Regions from separate parts of the Mus musculus genome. Here region 2 is linked to region 1. The links are chromatin contacts, called in public HiChIP or PLAC-seq maps. All regions are on one chromosome and are shown on one strand. Each heading gives the region's core, a stretch centred on a gene start, on an enhancer-like site or on the middle of the called end of the contact. The rest is flanking DNA. Distances are from core to core; before and after follow the strand shown. Region 1 overlaps Ppp1r21 (protein phosphatase 1, regulatory subunit 21). Region 2 holds the start of Ston1 (stonin 1).

Region 1 (2,812 bases), core at 122-2,621:
AACCTAGAAAAGTTAACAAGGAGACATGATTCCATCTCCTCCCTTCCTCTCCCCTAGTCATCTGCTTTATTCAATTCTGCTCCCAAAGGGGTTATTTAGATAGACAGATAGATAGACAGACAGACAGATGATAGAGCATAAAAATACATAGCCAGAGAGAGAGAGAAAGAGAGAGCATAAAAATGATAGCCATATAAAATAACAAATACTTCCGAGACACGGTCTTCACTCTGCTGCACACTGACCTAGAGTTTATAATCCACCTGCCCGTTTCCTACGGGCAGGGACTCAGGGTGTACTCTGCCAAGCTGACTTTGCAATGCTTTTGAAACACACTCAGTCTTCTCAAAGAAGCTGCACCAGTACTGTCTATTCTGTTTTAAAGTCTTTTTTTAAAAGATTAATTTATTCACATATTTTATATATATATATATATATATAGAGAGAGAGAGAGAGAGTGCTCTGTTTTTGCACACACTAAAATGAGGGAATCAAATCTATTACAGATGTTTGTGAGCCATCATGTGGTGGCTGGAAATAAACTCGGGACCTCTGGAAGAGCAGCCAAGTGCTCTTAACTGCTGAGCCATCTCTCTAGCCCCTGTCATAAAGTGTTTAAATCTTCTCATATGCACAAACCTTAGCATTTGCTTACCCAAATACCTGGAAAGTTTAGAATTCAGAAATAAGATGTCACATAAAATGTATTAATTCTTAAAAATGAAACTCTACTTTTAAAATATCAATAGCAAATTTACGTAGTTTCTAATTTTGTAATACTTTATATTTCAAGAAAATTTTTGTTCCATTGTATTATTCCTTAATTTAAAAAAAACAATAAAGATAACTTTGTAGTTTTCGATCAAATATCAAAGTATTAAAACTTGCCAGATGGGCCTGTTTACCCCTTAATGCTACCATTCAGAAAGCTGAGGCAGATGGGTCTCTATAAATTCATGGTTAGGCTAGTCTACATTGCAATTTCTAGAAATGTAACATGTGTAGTAAAGGTTACTGAATATTTAGGGTAGAATATTAAAGGACCTAGGTTCAGTGTAGATAAATATTTTACTTTATAATTTAAATAAGGTAACAATAATAACAATTAAAAGATATCATTTCAAAAATACCTAAGGATTAAGATTCAAATGCAGATGTTAAATATTCTAACTCCCACGAAGATATTAACAACAAAGGAATAATATGAACTCAAAGCCAAAATTTTTCTTCCAAAAAAATGTGGCCTTCTCAATTATTGAAACCACTGCTTATGGCCTTGTGCAATGCTAACAGTCAGCAGAGTAGAGGGCAGCTGAGAACCACAGCTGACTGACTGACTGACCACTCGGACTATTAACTCCAGGGCAAGCCAGGTCCCATCTGCAGCTTCCTCAGCTCCCGGCCTCTAGGGGAATGCATACCTTTTTAACTGATAAGGAAGGATCTTCCTCAGGAAGCGTACGTAGGAAGTTAGATGATCTGAAAACATTTTCAATTTCACAGTTGTCTCCTGGATAAAAAAGTAATTTCACAGTTAAAAGCGTTACCGGCCAATAAGAGCTCCCATTTTCTGCTGTAAAACAAGGAGGGAATTACCAGGACAGTCACAGTATCCTCTGTAATGCTCTCGAATAAGTGCAGCATTCCTTCCTCAAGGGGGCGGACATACGATGCGTTTTCATGAAGGTATTGGGAGAACTGAAAATGAGAGAGAAGCATTTGAATGAATTCCGCTGGAAGATTAGCATCAGCATGCAGGAGGTGGACTGGAAGTGTGCTACCTCACTTCTGGAAAGCCCCGCTAAAGCCCCAGATAATATTCTGTGGCCCTCATCCCAGTCCAAATCAAGGAAGCTGGAGAGGATGACAGGATGAGCGAACAATCAGGCATTTGAAGAAACAGGAGGAGACACAGCACAGCACAGAGGGCCAGCATCCCTGAGCACAGGGCAGACTCTGTGTTATGGTCCTCACCTCACTGTTCAAAACGAGCTTGCCTGGCAGCTTTTCATTTTACTCTGTACACGACTCAAGGTTAACAAATGCCAGGACTGAAATCAAGAGGAGTTAAAATGTTTACTATCATCACTGATATCAGTATGCAAACACAGCCCAGTAGCATATTGTGTATGCTTAGCATTTGTGAGGCTCTAGGTTAAATCCCGTCATGGGGAGGGGGGGGACCCCACTATATTTTTAGACAATTTAAAAACAAAGGGGTTTCACTTACTAAACATCTCAGCCATCTAGCTATGTTTGAGCTCCTGCTTATACACAGGCCCTACTGTCTTGTCTTCTACAACACTCAGGTGATCTATGGGAACTGCACACTAGCACCGTCCTGAACAGCACAAGCACTCCAGAGTCCATTGCCCACATCCGTAAAGTATGAGTTCTCTGCTACTTTACAACTCTAGGAATTAGTTTACACATTTTGGTCATCTTTTAGCAAAAGGTTTCTAAACCTTCAATAGTATAGACTTTCTAAGAAAATCAGAGGGACTTTCACAGGCTAAACAACAGAAGATGAAATACTGAGAAGTGAATGAATTCTTCAAAATAGTGAGGTGTTCTGCACAAATTCAGATTACACAAGTTATTTTCCTGGGCTTCAGTGGACTTGTGGGATGAGAACTGGTGAAAGCCAGGCAGTGTTGAGACACAGGACGGTAACTGGCTAACTTCTACCCAGTGCTCACTGCATGCAGCCACTCAGTACTTCATTCACCGCATATGGATCTACCTGGGAAATGGGCATGCCCCTCTCCCATTTTAAAGTCAAGGAAACCAACACAGAGGGATTTAAGTAGAG
Region 2 (2,871 bases), core at 248-2,747, 68 kb before region 1:
ACCCTACCTCAAACTGGGTGGAAGTCGAGGACCACCCAGGTTATTCTCCAGCCTCCACACTTAAAACAGGGCACTGACACCAGCACTCACATAGATAAACATGTAGGCATGCACACATGCACCATACATACAACCCACACACAAGATAAAAGCAACAATACCTTACCTTCAACAATAACATTATCACATGCCTTGCAGGTTCGAAGCTCTACTATGAAACATCATCTCTAAGACTATCCCAGGATAAACTTTCAAGTCAGAGGGAAACACTGCCTGTTCTTTCAGTCAGCTTTATCAAGCAGAGATCCTGTCTCATTTGTAAAGACATTTTCTACTTTTTCTACAAAAATCCGGCAAAAAGTACAGAACTCCATACATTGTTGATAAAATAACCTCAAGTGGACTTTTCTCCTTTTTCTAAAAGCTCTAAGCACACACACACACACACACACACACACACACATGCAGTTCAAAGAGTCATTGAATTTTAGCATTAAGAAGAAAGTGCGACTAACAAAACATTTACCAACAACTCTTGTCTAACAGCTGCACATAGGTCTCGTCTTGTTTAACACCCGGCGCTTCAGAGGAGTCAGAGAGGTTAAACTACTTGCCAAAAGTCACGCAGCTCGCAAGAGGCAGAACCTGGCTGAAACCAGGTCTGTTAGATGCCAAAGTCCAATACTCCCAAGATCCCTTTGACCTCCTGGCAGGGAGGTTGTCACTGCCACACCCTTCCTCAAGGAAACAGCTCCCAGCTGCCGAGGTCCCTCCCTAGAGCCAGGAACTAAAGAAGGGTGAGCCTGGAAAGAGTTTGTTTCTCACCTACCACAGGTGTCTTGGACCAACAAGCTTTAGGAAAGGCAAACTCTGGGACAGACACCCCTGCAACACCCCAACCCCCAACCCCAAGAGTCCAGCCACGATCAGGCTAGGCTCACTTCTGAGACTACCTTTATTAACTCAGGCCAACCTGCTTCCTGTCCCTACTTGACTGGCCCTTCAGAGCAGTCTTGGTGCACCAATTGCCCAAATTCTATCTTGCTCCTTACACAGTCCTTCCGTCCCCTCCGCACGGCCCAGGGTCCCTCTATTCTGCTGTTCTTTGCCCTCAGCTCTTCTAGCCCAGCTTCCTTTTCCTTGGCCTTTCCTCAGAAACCATTCAAGGAAGGAATGTACAAAGCTCTACCATCTCCTGAAGATTGTTGAAATCCGACTCGGGGGCCTTCAGCTGGTAAAGCCACATTCCGGATCATTTGTGGCTTTGTCTCCACGTCACTGCCGGTGTGTGGAGAGGAACAGACTCCTTTTACATGGTCCCTAATGTATACTCCTCCATACATTCCAGATGTTGGGGGAGGACAGACGCTGAAGCCGTCCATCCCTGGAAGCTATCAGCTGTACCCCATTGTCATGGTCAGGCAGACTCCCGCTTCAGCCTCTGGGCTCTTACCAAGGCTGAACTTCTCTGACTCTGGCTTTTTGCTCTGTAACAATGCTGAACAATCTAAAGAAAGAATGTCTTAGGGTCAATATCCGCTTGGCTTCATTGGCTGCCCTCCCAAATAAGGAACTCTCAGATTCCTGCATTCCAGACTCCTCCAAAGCTACTTTGTAACCAGATGGACCCTGGCTGCCTCAGTGAAGCCTCTCCTGTGTGCTCTGGGAGGGCTGGGACCCTCAGGGTTGGTACTCAGGAAGCCAAGCCCACAGTGAGGGCATTATGAAGAATTCCCCGCCCCCCCCCCTCAAAAAAAATTTGCTGTGATGGTGTGGTGACCAGTCCCAGGGAAGTTTTCCCTTGAAGAGTTTGAAACGAAAACAAAAGGAGCATGTGCGCGCCTTGCCCCCATCTAGGTCACTCCAAGGCCAAGGCAGCACGGGCCGTTTTATGAGCACATATGTTGCGCACCCCATACTATTCAATCACAGATGTGCAATATTTTATTCATGTGACAGGAAATACCATTTGCACAATATTAAACCACAGCCTAGTCTCCCAGCCTCAAAAATTATCAGCTTTGGTCTCAGCTCCATTCCCCAGCCCATCCCTCCCTTGTGGCCATTAGCCTCCCCATTTCCCAACTCTCTTCTAAAGCTTTTTCCTTATCTGTCCACTTCCTCGGTTTGGAGAGTAGTGACAGATGCTCTCTGACCAGACTCCTACCAAGTTCAAAGCCTGCTTCTAAAAGCGTCCCACCAACTGCCCATCAAGACCTGAGAGAATGTGAACAGTGTTTAAGTTTGCATCCTCATTTTAGGATGGCATAGCCTGCACACCCTTCACAGTGCCTGCCTGAGAAAACTCGGGGCTACCTAAAAACTGTGTGTATACACCAGCTCTGGAGACGGGGCCCTGGGCTCCAGGGGAGAGCAGGAGCTGACTCTGATGAAGCTAGAATATAACGATTCAAGGCTTCTATCGACCACCCGCTCCTGCTTTGTCAAGTCCAGCCTCCACTGCGCAAGTTCATCCTCCACTGCGCAAGTCCAGCCTCCACTGCGCAAGTCCAGCCTCCACTGCGCAAGTCCAGCCTCCACTGCGCAAGTCCACACTGAGCGGAGGGTAGCCGAGCTGGTGCTATCGTTCCCTTGCTCTGGTTACAGTCTCTTCTTCCTTCCCCTCACATGTGAGCAGAGAGCAAACCAAACTGCCCCCAAGAAGGGTCTTCACAGGAACAAAACTTTGGAGTTGGGTAGGGCATTATGATTTTAAATGGTATTGTTTGGGGAGGGGGAGGGGAGCTTGTCTGTTTGCTGTTGTATTGTTATCCTGATTCGTTGTGGTGCCAGGGGTAGAACTCATAACCCTACCTATGCTATGTTGGGTTGTACCCTCAGCCTTAAATTTTTATGTCTCACATCCTGACA

The links. HiChIP or PLAC-seq counts read pairs in DNA pulled down with a chosen protein or histone mark.
Region 2: a contact with region 1 is called in an H3K27ac HiChIP or PLAC-seq map of trophoblast stem cells, with 21 read pairs. The contact joins the promoter of Ston1 here to the enhancer-like site in region 1. A contact is called at or near these places in 1 of 39 promoter capture datasets (macrophages), 16 of 484 Hi-C or Micro-C datasets (CD4 T cells, the STO cell line, Th17 cells and 7 more), 11 of 115 datasets of contacts at active chromatin or transcription factors (cardiomyocytes, embryonic fibroblasts, embryonic stem cells and 5 more) and 3 of 9 other capture datasets (adipose tissue, embryonic stem cells and liver).

The regions. Positions count from the first base shown.
Region 1 is chr17:88,557,475-88,560,286 of GRCm38.p6, reverse strand. Ppp1r21 (protein phosphatase 1, regulatory subunit 21) reads right to left here. Exons shown (of 22, transcript NM_028658.4): 10 at 1,597-1,698; 11 at 1,422-1,510. Among named protein-coding and RNA genes, the nearest start is that of Ppp1r21, 29 kb to the right of the region's middle. Within about 2 kb of position 1,371, at least 31 of the 459 cell types and tissues checked have an H3K27ac peak or open chromatin away from gene starts, as enhancers often do. A contact at or near this core is called in cerebral cortex, heart atrium and trophoblast stem cells, where this site is marked.
Region 2 is chr17:88,625,181-88,628,051 of GRCm38.p6, reverse strand. Ston1 (stonin 1) reads right to left here and starts at 1,497. Exons shown (of 4, transcript NM_029858.2): 1 at 1,190-1,497. It overlaps Gm31704 (predicted gene, 31704), which reads left to right and starts at 2,553. Exons shown (of 3, transcript NR_166677.1): 1 at 2,553-2,696.